Linked DNA regions of Mus musculus: all the other regions are linked to region 3. The links are chromatin contacts, called in public ChIA-PET and promoter capture Hi-C maps. All regions are on one chromosome and are shown on one strand. Each heading gives the region's core, a stretch centred on a gene start, on an enhancer-like site or on the middle of the called end of the contact. The rest is flanking DNA. Distances are from core to core; before and after follow the strand shown. Region 1 overlaps Serpinf1 (serine (or cysteine) peptidase inhibitor, clade F, member 1). Region 2 holds the start of Serpinf2 (serine (or cysteine) peptidase inhibitor, clade F, member 2). Region 3 overlaps Smg6 (Smg-6 homolog, nonsense mediated mRNA decay factor (C. elegans)). Region 4 holds the start of Mir22hg (Mir22 host gene (non-protein coding)). Region 5 overlaps Rtn4rl1 (reticulon 4 receptor-like 1).

Evidence for each region. Promoter capture Hi-C pulls out the DNA fragments that hold promoters and counts their contacts. ChIA-PET counts read pairs in DNA pulled down with a chosen protein or histone mark.
Region 1: a contact with region 3 is called in a promoter capture Hi-C map of pre-B cells, with 2.3 times the contacts expected there. The contact joins two enhancer-like sites. A contact is called at or near these places in 9 of 39 promoter capture datasets (the HPC-7 cell line, embryonic stem cells, hematopoietic stem and progenitor cells and 4 more), 2 of 484 Hi-C or Micro-C datasets (the G1E-ER4 cell line and embryonic stem cells), 1 of 115 datasets of contacts at active chromatin or transcription factors (T-cell acute lymphoblastic leukemia) and 1 of 9 other capture datasets (adipose tissue).
Region 2: a promoter capture Hi-C map of hematopoietic stem and progenitor cells shows a contact between it and region 3, with 2.7 times the contacts expected there. The contact joins the promoter of Serpinf2 here to the enhancer-like site in region 3. A contact is called at or near these places in 16 of 39 promoter capture datasets (the C10 cell line, the HPC-7 cell line, HPC-7-derived erythroid cells and 10 more).
Region 4: a contact with region 3 is called in an RNA polymerase II ChIA-PET map of memory CD8 T cells, with 69 read pairs. The contact joins the promoter of Mir22hg here to the enhancer-like site in region 3. A contact is called at or near these places in 3 of 39 promoter capture datasets (the 3T3-L1 cell line, cranial neural crest and second pharyngeal arch cranial neural crest) and 9 of 115 datasets of contacts at active chromatin or transcription factors (bone marrow-derived macrophages, embryonic basal ganglia, embryonic forebrain and 4 more).
Region 5: a contact with region 3 is called in an RNA polymerase II ChIA-PET map of memory CD8 T cells, with 10 read pairs. The contact joins two enhancer-like sites. A contact is called at or near these places in 1 of 484 Hi-C or Micro-C datasets (cortical glia) and 2 of 115 datasets of contacts at active chromatin or transcription factors (embryonic stem cells and memory CD8 T cells).

Annotation. Positions count from the first base shown.
Region 1 is chr11:75,413,879-75,416,592 of GRCm38.p6, forward strand. Serpinf1 (serine (or cysteine) peptidase inhibitor, clade F, member 1) reads right to left here. Exons shown (of 8, transcript NM_011340.3): 3 at 2,352-2,550; 4 at 1,697-1,852; 5 at 1,043-1,246; 6 at 29-171. Among named protein-coding and RNA genes, the nearest start is that of Serpinf1, 7.4 kb to the right of the region's middle. Within about 2 kb of position 1,398, at least 120 of the 459 cell types and tissues checked have an H3K27ac peak or open chromatin away from gene starts, as enhancers often do. A contact at or near this core is called in T-cell acute lymphoblastic leukemia, hematopoietic stem and progenitor cells and pre-B cells, where this site is marked.
Region 2 is chr11:75,438,171-75,440,870 of GRCm38.p6, forward strand. Serpinf2 (serine (or cysteine) peptidase inhibitor, clade F, member 2) reads right to left here and starts at 1,331. Exons shown (of 10, transcript NM_008878.2): 1 at 1,287-1,331; 2 at 222-288; 3 at 44-82. The coding sequence starts at 284. It overlaps Gm35391 (a long non-coding RNA gene), which reads left to right. Exons shown (of 2, transcript XR_388849.3): 2 at 1,023-1,220.
Region 3 is chr11:74,958,837-74,961,578 of GRCm38.p6, forward strand. All of the region lies in intron 8 of Smg6 (Smg-6 homolog, nonsense mediated mRNA decay factor (C. elegans)), which reads left to right. Among named protein-coding and RNA genes, the nearest start is that of Srr, 34 kb to the left of the region's middle. Within about 2 kb of position 1,320, at least 73 of the 459 cell types and tissues checked have an H3K27ac peak or open chromatin away from gene starts, as enhancers often do. A contact at or near this core is called in T-cell acute lymphoblastic leukemia, hematopoietic stem and progenitor cells, memory CD8 T cells and 1 more, where this site is marked.
Region 4 is chr11:75,460,213-75,462,992 of GRCm38.p6, forward strand. Mir22hg (Mir22 host gene (non-protein coding)) reads left to right here and starts at 1,327. Exons shown (of 3, transcript NR_030711.1): 1 at 1,327-1,543.
Region 5 is chr11:75,253,215-75,255,914 of GRCm38.p6, forward strand. The region is part of intron 1 of Rtn4rl1 (reticulon 4 receptor-like 1); the gene reads left to right. It overlaps Gm35117 (a long non-coding RNA gene), which reads right to left. Exons shown (of 4, transcript XR_001780267.2): 3 at 1,289-1,377; 4 at 850-923. Among named protein-coding and RNA genes, the nearest start is that of Gm35169, 8.2 kb to the left of the region's middle. Within about 2 kb of position 1,252, at least 102 of the 459 cell types and tissues checked have an H3K27ac peak or open chromatin away from gene starts, as enhancers often do. A contact at or near this core is called in memory CD8 T cells, where this site is marked.

The DNA.
Region 1 (2,714 bases), core at 148-2,647, 460 kb after region 3:
TGACCTCCCCACCTCCATCCCTACAGACCTTGCAGTTGAGATCAGAGTCCAAGCCGTATCGTAAGATGGCCTTAGGATCTGACATCATGGGGACTCTCACGGTCCTGTCCTCGTCCAAATGAAAATCCTGGAGGGTCGTCTTTCTCGAGTCAAACTTGGTTACCCACTGCCCTGGAAGGAAACAGATGGAGCATCCTGAGCCACTGTCCCCAGAAAGGCCACAGGTCCACGCTGTGCGTCCACTGGCCAAAGCAACCTGAGCTGTCAGCAGCAAGAACACAGGAGCCGCTGGGTCCCAGCATGTGTGGCACAGACCATAGGCTCCATGCACCACGGGTTCTGGCTATCCTCCTGTAGTAAACTCAGAAATAAGTGGGTGTTCTCTCTCTGACTTGGATCACCACGCTCCTTCTGTTTAAAGTGGCCTTTAATATGCTGGTGTGTGGTACGTGCCTGCTCTCCTGTCCCCTGGGGACTTGGAGTAGGAAGCCCCAGGGCTTTCCTCTAAGTTAGGATCCACTCTTGCTACTACTCCATAAGATGGTCACAAAGCAACGTAAAATGGAAATTAATCAAACCATTCCTGCCACAAGAATAAAACAGATCTCAGGGGAGGCCTGTGGAAGGGTCTCCTGAGGCCTTACCACTGTCTAGAAGGAAGTTGACAGCAGTTCTTGAGCAGGGGTGCGACTCCAGGAGTTGGGGGCTGCTCTGAGAGCAGGACAGCATGTATTGTAGAGTGTCTGGGAGGGAGCTGTGTTATCCTTACCGTGAAGATGAGGACACGGGCTCATGGGGGCAGAGCCAGGATTAAACCTGGTCTGATTCAAAAAGCCAGAGATCTGTGCCCAGCCCCACGCAGCCATTTCACTGGTCAACTAATTCAGAAACACTTGGTCTGATATGCTCATATGCTACAAGCACTGTGGCCTTCAGATCTCCCTCTGGCCTGGTACCTGCATTCAGGTTCACCACCATCACCACACACACACACACACACACACACACACACTCGGCCAGAGACAAGTGGGGAAGCCCTCACCCTTGAAGTAAGCCACGCCAAGGAGAAGGATGCTGAGGGCACTGGGCATTTCCCTCGTGGACCGGGCAATCTTCCCTTTCATCTGGGCCTGCACCCAGTTGTTAATCTCCTGAAGGTCTACTCGAGGGTTGCCCGTGAGGATCCGGGGCCTGGTCCCATAGGACTTCTCCAGAGGGGCAACAAAGCTGGATTTGACTCGAAGTTCTTGAGAGGAAACAGATCAAAGATGAGAGCTGAATCAGCACCCTCACTTTGAAAGCATGCCAGACCCCAGCTTCCTGCTCAGCATCTTCCTTTGACTTGCTGGGGCATCTGCCGGCTTGCCCAGACCCTGGCTAGGGAACAGTGGATTCCACCGTTTGCATTCCCCGTCCCAGGCCCTCCTGCTGTCTCCCAGAGCCCACTTCCTCTTTCTGTTCCTCTGTGGTCTCACTGGCTCTTTCCTGCCCACCAGTGCCAGGCCTCGCCTGAGCACACACAGCCTATTGTTTAGACATCATGGAAGCATACAGACAACCCAGGCCAATGAAGCAACTTCACGCCAGGCATAATGGGGCGTGCCTGCCCTTCAGAAGCAGAGGCAGCTTTATGAGTTGGGGGACCAGCTGAGACTCTATAGACTTTGAGAGGTGGGGTGGGGGTGGGGCTACTGACTCCTCTCAAACACAATTCTGGAAGCACTCTTGAGGTTCTTCTCAGGGGCAGTAACAGAGGCAAGGAGCTCCTTGTAGGTGCTGTGGATGTCAGGGTTGGTGATCAGGTCGTAGTAGAGAGCCCGGTGAATGACAGACTCTGTTCGATGTTCAGCTCCTGCCAGAGAGAAAAGGATGCCAAGCTTCATAACTGCCCGTGAGGCCCGCATCAGGATAGGGACGTTAGACATCAATCCTTTTGTCCTCTGAGAGCCCGAGGAGGCCGATATTGCAGATGTTTTAGCTGGACAAGATCTTCAGGGCGTGGAAAGAAATAATGACCGCCTTGCTAGGAAGAGCTCTAAGACAGGGCAAGGTTATCAGAGCTACAGAGAGAAGAGTGGGATGTGGTCCTGAAGTTCTCCCATCGTAACCTACCCTGTTCTGAGGAGGAGCCAGCTCTGCTCACGGCAGCTGTACCCCTAGAACCTGGTTAAATGACTAAAACACGATAGGAGGCCACTTAAGGAACCAAGGTCGAGTGCCACTTACAAAGTGGTAGGGATTGTGTGTGTGGCCCCCACCGCCCCTTTCCTGTTCCTCTGACGGCGGCAGCATGGAAACTCTGAGTGGGGGAAATTCAGGTCCACCTGCAGCCTTCTTCAGTTGACACTCACCCAGAGAAAGGGCAGAGAGGGCCGTGGCCACGCTGAGTGGAGACAGCAGGACGTTGCCCGTTGGGCTGGCACTGGATCTCAGGCGGTACAGATCGTAGCCGAAGTTGGAGACAGCTGCTGCCAGCTTGTTCACAGGGACCTTGAAGAAGGGGTCCTCCTCCTCCACGGGCTCGCCCGTGCTGTCCGGGACTGGGGAGCCCTGGGTTAGAATACAAGGACCAGTAGGGAGGCACAGTGAGTACATCACCTCCTGGTTGGGTTGGTCCTCTAGTCCCTGGGGCCATGAGTCTGAGGTCAGAATGAGTGTGTGCTCTCTGACTCCACAACCTGTGTGCTGGGAGGTGGGGAGTGGGAAGGGCAACA
Region 2 (2,700 bases), core at 81-2,580, 480 kb after region 3:
AGTCCCTTTGGCTCTTCCCCCTAAACCTCTCACTTTTGAGTACCTGCTGGCCCGGGAGATCCACGGCGCTCACCGGAGAGAACTGTTGAGAAAAGGGAGAACAGAGAACTCAGCGTTCCTCCCTCTCCACCCTTCTGGCCTCTCCCAGATTTGCCCCCGCCCCCCAGCATCTCCTTCAGCCTGACTGACCACTTCCCACTCAGACCTCAGCTCTGCCTCACCGTGAAACAGGGACCTTGCAGGCAGGACAAGCTGAGTACGAGGAGCCCCCGGAGCAGTGCCATGTTCCTGTATCCAGAACAGGGAGTGTTAGTTCCTACCTCACGCTCGAAGGCCAAGCAGTAGACTGCTATCCATGGGTTCCTTGACCGCACCAGGCTGCGGAACCTGGACTCAAAACATAGCAGCTGTGGACCTCACTCACTCTGAGAGGTGGGATTTCCATAAGCTTTTTTTTTCACCTGTACATTTAGTCTTCATTCTTTTCGTCTTACACTGTGGATCAGTCCTGGGTTCAAATTTAAAGCCCTCATCTTGCAAGAGGACCTTGCGCATCTCCCTTCATGCCTTTGGCTTTACCCTGTCTTGGTAATTCATGGCAGAAGTTCTTCCTGCTCCCATGTAGATGTTGAGGACCCAAATAAGAATCTCTGTAAATACTGAGCATGATGCCTGGCCCCCACCCTAGCAAAGCCACCTGACCTGTTGTTCATTTCATCCAGCCTTTCTCAGGCTGCCCTGGTCCTACCCAAAGGCTCTGAGAGCTAATCTGGGCTGGCAGGGCAGCCAGAAACTTCTTTGTTGACCAATGAATGACTGGCCCAGACACCTTTGGACTTACGGGAACTACAAGCCTCATCCCACTTCTGCTCCAAGTTCTGATCCAGGGTGCTTCGGGGAAGCCCAGCTGGCGGAAGGGGGGAGGCTCTCAGCCTAGAGAGCCTTCCTTTCCATCCTCAGCCCCCTACCCAGGCCTTATTTCAGGCACCAGCTCTTCTAAAAGGTCCTTCTGTTATCCCTAGACCTCCACAACTGTGTTCAAGAACCTTCAGCCAGGGCCTCATCTCCAATCTGGATATATGATTTTTCTCGCCAAGAGTAGGCCTCCAGGTTTTGGAGTTCTAGAGGTTTCTCCTGGAGCTGCCTGGACCTCTGCTCCTCACCACCCCAGGACGCTGTGAAGCTGCAGGCTCCCTGAATAAATTCATCCAGACCCCTTGCCAAGGTGCCAGCTGTCTACTTCCTCTGCTGCCCAAGCAGCAGGCTGCACCACCCCTCCATCCTACCTCTTCAGGCTTCTTAGCGCAGCACACGCAGCACACGGTGTTCTCCTGGACCAGCTTGCTCCCCACGCTCCCCCAGTGCAGCCAGCAGGGCCTAGCTCTCTCCTCCCACAGGACCTTTGCTCTCAGCCAACCCCCGTTCAGCTTGTGTTCAGTGCTGGTAAATATTGACCTGTACATCCGGTTAAACATTGATATGGGGGCCAGAAGACCCTTTCCCATCAAGGCTACCCAGAACCCTGCCTGAGCCTGGAGAAGGGGTTTACAGGAGCAGATAAGTGAGGAGGTTGGGCCTGGCAAGCCTTCTAATGATCCCTCAACATAGGGGATTATCCACAGTCAGTGAGGCTCAGAGAGGCTGTGTGGCCTGTGTAAGGGCGCAGAGTGGGCTCCAGAGTCACAGCCAAAGTCCCACCACCACCACCACCACCACCACCACCACCACCACCACTACCACCACCACCACCACCACCACCACCACCACCACCACCACCACCACTACCACCACCACCACCACCACCACCACCACCACCACCACCACCACCACCACCACCACAGCTACCCAAGGGAAGGGGAGGCTGCAGGAGCCTGTTCACCTAACTGTAGCAAGTCCAGGATCCTGGTTGGCTCCCTCCAGCCTAGGTTCCAAGGCGAGGGCTGGAGAGACCCAGCTGGAGGCCGGCCCTCCCAGGGTCCCACCTCTTCAGCAGTGTTCCCTTTCCCCAAGGGTGAACCATTCGGAAAACTGACCCAAGGCCACCCAACCCAGAAGCTCTGTATCCAAGGCAGCCAGAGGACAATGGCTGCCTCTACCCTCTTGCTGTGTTTGCAACTACCAGGTTTGGACTTTCCTGACTCTGGTGCCATCAAGGCAAACTGGTGGGCATGACTATCCATGCCTATGTATAATATCAGCACTTGGAAGGTAGAGAGAAGAGGGTAGGTAGGGAATACCAGGTCAACCTCCTCGGCTGCATATCAAGTTTGAGCTACCAGACCTTGTATCAAAAGAAGCTGGGTGTGGGGCTTAGAGATGGCTCAGTGGGTAAGAACACTGGCTGCTCTTGCAAAGGATCCAGGTTCAATCTTCAGCATCGAGATGTGGCTCATAACCATTCATTAACTTCGGTTCCAGGTGATCCCGATGCCCTCTTCTGACCTCCGCAGGGACCAGACACAAGTATGGTGTGCATATGTACAAGTGGGCAAAACAACCATACACGTATAAAAATCAATGCCTTTAAAAAATAAAAATTGGACCTGGTGGGTCATGCCTATAAGCCCACTACTCTGTTTCAAGCAGGAAGGTCATCCCAAGATCAAGGCCAACCTGAGGCACTTGAGACCATCTGAAAAAAAGCCAAGCCAAGCCATAAGCCAGGCACAGTGACATATACAGTGACATATACCAGTTCCC
Region 3 (2,742 bases), core at 70-2,569:
TCTTTCTTTCTTTCTTTCTTTCTCTTTTTTGTTTTTTGAGACAGGGTTTCTCTGTGTAGCCCTGGCCGTCCTGGAACTCACTCTGTAGACCAGGCTGGCCTCGAACTCAGAAATCCTCTGCCTCCCAAATGCTGGGATTAAAGGTGTGGGCCACCATGCCTGGCTGAATTTTCTTGTTTTTAAATTTTTAAAAAATTATACAGATGACATTTTTTCTTCAGACCCATCATTTCTCTCACTTTTCAGTGTCCCTTGTACAGTTGTGTGCTAAACTGCTGCTGCCGCTGCTGCCACTGCCATAATGTTAAAGAAAGCTGCTGTGTGGGTGGCACACAGGCATTGCCCTCCCCCTCCCAGCCACCCAGGACAACTATAGGTCAGAGCCTTAGGTTTGAAGCCTGGTCATATGGTACATCAGGTCATATGGTACATTTTGGAGTGCATTCTAGTTGTTGGGCATAGATCATGGTAAATTAAGTTTGCAGTTTCAGAACTCCTGTCAGGATGAAGGAGCAGAACCAGTGTTTACCCTCATTTCCTCTGGACAGTGTAGAATGTTAGAGAAAAATTTCATCTCTGGGTTTGCTAGTAAGCAGATGTTTCATGTCTGATAACCCAGTTTCTTTGTTGCTCTGTAATTATGTGATCCTGGTAGAGAAAGACGAATTGTTGGTTTCCTGGGTGTAAGGATTGCATGTTTGGTTGGCTTTGGTCCTTTTGTTTGTTTTGTTTTATTTTCATCAGGGTTGCCGTGAGTTGATTTCATGTCAGTTCCCATTTCACTTTTCTAGTTTGTAGTGTGAACCTCATGTTCTACTCCTTCACCTCAGAATCAAGTTTTAAAGTTGCTTCATGAGTGGAGATTAGGCAATAAGCCTGCGAGAGTTCATGGCAGCCTCCTTCCTATAGGACAAGGCTGCAGGTTGGCTCTGCTTTTCATAGGCTCTAGGAACAGTTCAGCTAGACTGCTGTTAAAGTTATAAGCAGGATTGGAGGTTTTCAAAGGATATAAACTGCTTTGTGTGGAGCAGCTCCTAACAAATCAGGCCTAAAGGCAGCCTCCTAGACTGTTGGACTGTGGGGCTGAGGTCTTTGTTTCTGTGGTTGACTGCAGTGAAGTTTCTCAGAGCATACTGGCCCTACCTTCAGACCTGTGGCAGCCCTTATGACCTCGGTCACCAAACCACTTCAGGGCTTTATTTTTATCCTGGCCTTTGGTTTTAAGATAGGAGGTTGGTTTTTTTCCTCTAAAGTTCTCTGGGGAAGAAACAGTGCCAGGGTGCAGTAGAGGCTGGTTAAACACCAAAACCACACTCTTCGTGTTTCTGGGCTTGAGACGTGACATAAGCTGTGCCACAAACACCAGCTTCCACGCTATGAAGAAGCTTCCGTTCATTCGCTTGTTTTGTACTTTTAGACAAGTAAAATGGTGTAGGAGGCAAATGTGCCCCTTCCCAGACACCACTAGATAGAATGCTAAGAGGGGACATTTTAAAAATCCAGCATTTTCCAACTTTAGTTTTTTCATCTTCTCCAAGGGTAATGGTGAGAACTCTCACAACTTACTAGGTCTCAGGAAGCCAGATTACCAACATATCCTGTTCGCGTGCATGTGTGTGTTCTGTTACCCACAGGCCACTTTCCACCCCACATGACCTTCAGTTACCATCCGGAAAGTCGGACCCAGATACCAGTCAGAATTTCCAAGCTTTGGTTTAATTTAGACATTTTAGAAATAGTAATGACAGTAATTGTAAAGAGAAGTCACTTGAGTAACATACAGAACAAGTATAAACAATACATCCTGAAGGAGGAAGGAGTGAGGTGGTGCGCTTTTCCAGTAATGTGCTTAAAAGTTAGCATTCAGGCCGGGTGGTACGCACGCCTTTAATCCCAGCACTCGGGAGGCAGAGGCAGGCGGATTTCTAAGTTCGAGGCCAGCCTGGTCTACAGAGTGAGTTCCAGGACAGCCAGGGCTACATAGAGAAACCCTGTCTCGAAAACCAAAAAAAAAAAAAAAAAGAATAAAAGAAAAAAAAAGCATTCAGAAGAAAACATGAAGCAGCTAAAATGTTCAGAGGAAGAGAAAGTAATCAGAGAACAATTTGGTTACAAATCAAACACATTTTTAAATTTTGGGGTCTTAATTTAAATTACTTTTTTATTTTTCCATTTCGTGTGTGTGTGTGCTCGCGTGCCTATGGAGGTCCAAGAACATCTTCTGGGAGTTGGTCTCTCTTTTTGTCACGTGGGTCCCAGGGATTGAACTCAGGTTGTCAGGCTTAGGGCAAGCCTTTGTCTGCTAACCTGTCTTCCCAGCCCCAATTCTTAGGTATTTAAACTTTTGTTATTTAAAAAGTATTTTTAGAGATTTAAAAAAATTATTTGTAGTTGTGCATATATGGGTATGGATATATATATATATATATATATATATATGTATATATATACATATATGTACACACACACACACACACACACACACACACACACACACGATGAGTCCAGATGCTGGCGAGGCCAAGAGGTATCAACGATCCTGGAACTGGAGGTGTAGGAAGTTATTAACTGCCAAATATGGGTGCTGGGAACCAAATTTGGGTCTTAACATCTGAGCCATTTCTCTAGTCCCATTAAATATTTTTAAATGAATTTTATGTGTATGGGCATTTTGTTTGAATGGCCAGAATAGGGCATCAGAGTGTCTGGAACTGGAATTACACACTCGTGTGAGCCACCAAG
Region 4 (2,780 bases), core at 77-2,576, 500 kb after region 3:
GTCGAACAATCAGCTGTTACTGGGGCGGAAGGCAGGAAGTCTCCTTAAAGACACAATATTCTGAACGTTGAACTCAGGATTTGAAGCAAGCCCAGCAGTCACCTTAGTGGAGCCCATACTTAATTTAACACAGAAGCGGCTATCTCAGGCTTCCCTCTCATTTCTTTGTCTCAGATGCTCTCACTTAGAAAGCTTAGATGCTCTTAGAAATGACTCAAAAGTCAAGAACCCCAGGCCACAAGTTTCTCTTTGGGGGTGGGGAGGGAGTGAAGAGGTGGTCCCAGTCTTGTCCCTTTAAATAAGCAATTCAGCAGCTTTTGCCAAGTCATTGGGTTCATTTCGGTTTTTGCCCATCCCCCGCCTTTCAGACTCTGATTGGCCCCTAGGGAAGGAGCCGCCTCTTCATTGGTCTCCACCTTTGAAATCACTTCCCTAAGTAGGCCTGAGTCAGAGAAGCGTTTCGGAGGGCGGGACTGAATGGGTGTTAATCTTAGAACCGGGTTTCTGGTTGATACTACTTTGGTAAAGATCTTCCCCTAATTTTTAAAAAGACGCTTCCTCTCTAAAAGTGAGGGCGAATCCTTTGTTAAGAACGTGCCCCTTGAGAAGCCGTGGGCTCTTCAGCGACTAAGACGAGACATTCACTAGAAAAGATTTCACTAAACCCACGAGGGATAGACTAGACCTCCAGTGAAGATTGGGCCTGTGCGGGTGACATTTGTCCCTATACCCCGAAGACCTCGAGCTAGCTCTCCAGTGAAGACTGGGGCCGTGCGAGTGACAGTGGTCCCTATACCCCGAAAAAAAAAAAGTCCTATTTGTGGAAAAAAAAAAAGACTTCGGGTGTTCTGCTGCATCGGTGGCTGGCTTCCATCTTTAGTTCTACTCACTCCTGTTGCTTCGCGTGCTCCACCTTCGCTTAGCTCAGGCCTCCTGTGAATCAGTTTTGAGGCTAAAAGAAGTTCCAAGAAGGAGGGGCTGTAGCCCTTTAAGGACTTCCCCGCGACCGAGTCAGAGATCAGTTTAAAAATGCCAACTCACAGAGCGCGCTGCATTCTGGGAAGCTGAGTGTCACCGTAAGAACTTCATTGACCGGAATGCACTGCAAAAATACACGCCTATACTTCCTTCTGCTCTTTAAACTGTAGTTTGACGTAAAGCTGGTCTAAGCAAGTCGCCTAGGCCGAGGGTTAGCCACACCTTTTCAGCCATTGGCCAGTTGGTTAGTTGGTAGGCGTGGCTTAGAGAAGCTCCTCCAGGCAAGGGGGTGGCCTCCTTGCCAATCAGAGCCCAGACGCCTGAATGGGCGGGAGTAAGCAGAGGTGCTGGCGCCCCCGAGTGGGTGTGGTCACGTTGCCCAGCAATGGGCGGTGATTGGCCCTGGGTGGTTCATTCGCAGCTCGTGCGTCACGACGCCGCCAGCTGATCGGAGACTGGAGCCGGTGTGTGCTGGGCGCTGGGAAGAGACAGAGCGGTCGGCCGTGCGGACAGGTCGCAGTGATTTTGCTCCTCTGTCCACAGCAACCCCCGCACCCAGCATCAGGTGGGTGTGATCTGGGGACCCGGTCATCCCGGGGGGAACCGCGGTAACCGGGTGATGGGGAAAGTAGGGTCCTGACGGCCACACCCTGCCCTTCTGGGGGAGGGGAGAGGGGGCGGCGGGGACAGGGGCGCTCTTGGGAGAGGAGCCTGGACTCTCCCGAGTAGTGTGTCTGGACGTTTAAAGAGAGAGTCCCGGACAGGAGTCGTGGCAGAAGGTTTGGAGAAGTAACTGGGGAGGAATATGAGAGGCCAGAGGGCCGGGGGCGTCTAACCCCGACGCCCTTTGGTTTGAGGATGCCCGAGCTGACCATTTAGCCTAGGGAGGATCTGGACGAGCGAGGGGTGCGGAGGTGCATTGCCTCTACCGGCGCTGACTGGGTCAGGGCCAGTTCAAGTCCCTGGCAGGGAAGGGGTCGCTGGGCGGTCCGGCCCCTCCTCTCGTTCCCTCCCGGGGATGTTATGTAAGGGGGGAGGGGAAAGGAGTAGGGGGCGGCGGTGCGGAGGCCTTATGCAACCCAAAGGTTAGGGTTTCACCGCGGGTTGGGCGGAGGTTGGGGGGGCGGACAGGAGGAGTGCCTGGAAACTCTACCCGCACCCCCCCTCCCAGCCTAACTGGCTGTCTTGGACAGAGAGAAGGTCACCTTTGCACCTCCCCCCTAGTATGTCCGGTAGAGAGGCCCCTAGCCCGGGCTTGGCCTGACTGCCTGGGAAGCCGGCTGGCTGGGTGGGGCGCCTGGGTTAGTCATCGCTGGGCTCCCTCTCTCCCCACCTCCTGGCCAACTCTTGGCCCCTCCCCACGGCCTCCGGTTAGGCTAACGTTCCCACCTCCCTCTGGCCCTAGTTTCAGTCTCCAACTCATTTGGCCTGTCACCCTGGCTGTTAGAGTAGGCTAGAAGCTGTCATGGTGCCAGAGAGTTGATGGAGCAGCTGGTCAGAGGGTCAGTGCCCTGGGCCCACCCCGCCCCGCAGCCAAGGGCACCTGCTTGGCACAAACTCTCAGCAGCCAGTGAACCCTGTGGCCTGAACAGAGCTATCCTGGGCAGAGAGAAGTGGACAGAGACTGATCACCTAGGAGAAGGAAGATCCGACAAAGTTTATACTTCCCAAGAGGCTTTTGGAATTTGAAAGTTGCCCACCCTAGTGTAATCTTTCCACTCTCTGAAAATAGAAATCCCAAGGCAAAGTCTCCTTGGCCCTTCTATCTGGCAGTGGCCATGTCCTTGGACTGACTGTGCAGA
Region 5 (2,700 bases), core at 2-2,501, 290 kb after region 3:
CCTGTATGTATGTGTGTGCACCATGTGGATGCATGGTGCCCTTAGAGTCCAGAAGAGGGTATCAGATCCCCTGGAACTGGAGTGACAGAGGGTTGTGAGCTGGGACTTGAACCTAGGACTTCTAAAAGAGCAGCAGGTGCTCTTAATAGCTGAGCCTTATCTCCAGGCCGTCCCATGGATTTGGGGGGCTTTGTTTCATTTTATTTTGTTTTGAGACAGGGTGTGTAGCTCATGCTTGAATTTACTATGAAGCCCTGACTCCCCTCAAAGTAAAGATCCTCCTGCCTCTGTCTACAGCTGCTAGGATTCGAGGTCTTGTACCACATGCTCAGCACAGCCATGATTCATAACAATAAAAAAAGAAAGAGAGACCTAAATGGCCTTAGAGATAAATAAATTATTTTTTTTTTAAAGATTTATTTATTTATTTATTACATGTAATGCACACTGTAGCTGTCTTCAGACCCCCCAGAAGAGGGAGTCAGATCTCATTACAGATGGTTGTGAGCCACCATGTGGTTGCTGGGATTTGAACTTCGGACCTTCGGAAGAGCAGTCGGGTGCTCTTACCCACTGAGCCATCTCACCAGCCCCGAGATAAATAAATTATAATGTATGCGTAAGGTGGGATCATCTCAGTCTCCGGGAATCTTGCCTGTTACTCCTTCGCTCTCCCTTCTATTCATGCTTGGGTAACTGGCCCTGGCTGATTGATGAGAGCTGATTTCCCCACTGCCCTGTGGCAGGGACCACTGCGCCCACAGGGCTCCCTCAGGATCCTCAGTACAGAGCTGCACAGCTGGGTGGAAGTAGAGGGCTGCATATATAACACGATCTCAACTTTATTTCTTTAAATAAAAATTTTATTTAAATTTTATACAGCTCTATATAAACGAAGGAACTATTGAAGGTTCAGCAAGGACCTGCCAACGGTTGTCAAGGGTAATGGCGATGTAGTGATTTTTTTTCCCCCTTCCATTTTACTTCCATACTTTCTACATTACCCCACAACTGGCAAGTATTATTTTAAAATGAAAGTAAATAGTGACAGATGACTTTGAAGGAAAATTGAATCGGTAAAAAGAAAGCTGAGAGACCACCCGGGAAGCCCAGGCTAAATGTAATCTGGGTCAGGCCTCCCAGGCCTGGGGTCTCAAGATGGTCAGCTGAGGGACCCTGGTGACCCTCTTGGGCCAGCAGGGACGGGGAGGAGCCGGAAGCTGAGTACCCAAAGTGCTCCTCTGGGCTCCAAGGGCTGCACAGAGACTGTGTGGGAATCAAAGGATACAGGCATGAGGACTGAGGCCTGACGAACCCAGCTATCATTCGTCCTAGAACAGGAGGCAGAGCACCAAGAGTCCAACAAGAGGCAGGAAGCTTTGGGACCGAGGATGGGCGATGGGATTAGAAAGGCATGTTTGCAAATACTTTCAAATTTACGATGCACACTCACTGGAAACCCCACCCCTGGGTGTCCCTTCCCTGCCTCTTGCCACACCCAATAGCTGACATCACTGGAGAAAGTCCCAAGACCAGGCTGGCTGGAGCTCCTGATAGGTTCCACCCTCCTGCAGAGGGCCCTCGAAGACTAGCTTGCTCGCCCACACCGCCAGATGTCTGTGTCTTTCTCTCTTTTGCCTCCCACCCTCGTCTCTTCCTCCAACCTCAGTGGAGGGTCCCCTGCTTCCTGGGGAAAGTAGAACTTGCCAGTGCTCACTGTAATGTCGTCCCTGTAGGTGTCATGGTCCCCCATTACTGGGAGCAGGTATGCCTCAGATCTCCCTCTATTCGCTGCCCTTTCAGGCTGTCTCAGTTTCTCTCTGACAGTTCCTCTCCTCCTGAATCCTGCTTGTTGGCATGCGAACAGGCTCAATATCTTCCATCTCAAAAAACAAACACTGGGAAGGTGTTGAGAGACAGAGAGCATGGGTAATGGGTGCCCCAGCTTGGCTGGGAAGGGGTAACTTACAATGCTCTACTGCCCAGTAGGGTAGCTGCAGTTGTCAATTAATTGTAAATTTCAAAATAGCTAGTAGAGAGGATTTTAGATGTTCCCAATCCCAACACAAAGAAATGATAAACATTCAAGGCGATGGGTATGCTAATTGCTCTGATCTGATCACCGCACATTGTATACATGTTTTTGAAATGTCAGGCTGTACCCCATAAATATGTACAATTACCGTGCAGTGATTCAAGATAAAAACTATAATTTTAAAAAGCTAAAAACAGAAGGAAATAGCTGCCCTTGACCCCCCCACCCCCACAAGGTCCTTCCTGTTTGTCCAGCCACTTAATGTCAGAGCTTCCTGTGGGAGGGTGGTTTTGGTGTACACAGACACTCCTTCCTCCCTCCTTCCCCATAAGAGGAGTCACCCCTGTCCCACGATGCCATGCAGGGCCACATGCGTGATATTAACCAGTAAGATGTGAGCAGGGATGATACCTGTCTCTTATAACAAACGGAAAAAAAACCACACCAAACCAAAAACAAACAAACAAACAAACAAACAAAAACAGGGTTGGTCTGTCCCTGTGTCTTTTCCCACATAAAGTTAAGCACACAAAGTAGCCACCATTTATTTATTTGTCCCCTCCCCCACCCCTCCCCGAGACAATGTTTCTCTGTATAACAGCCCTAGCTGTCTTGGAACTCATTTTGTAGACCAGGCTGGCCTGGAACTCACAGAGACACAGAGA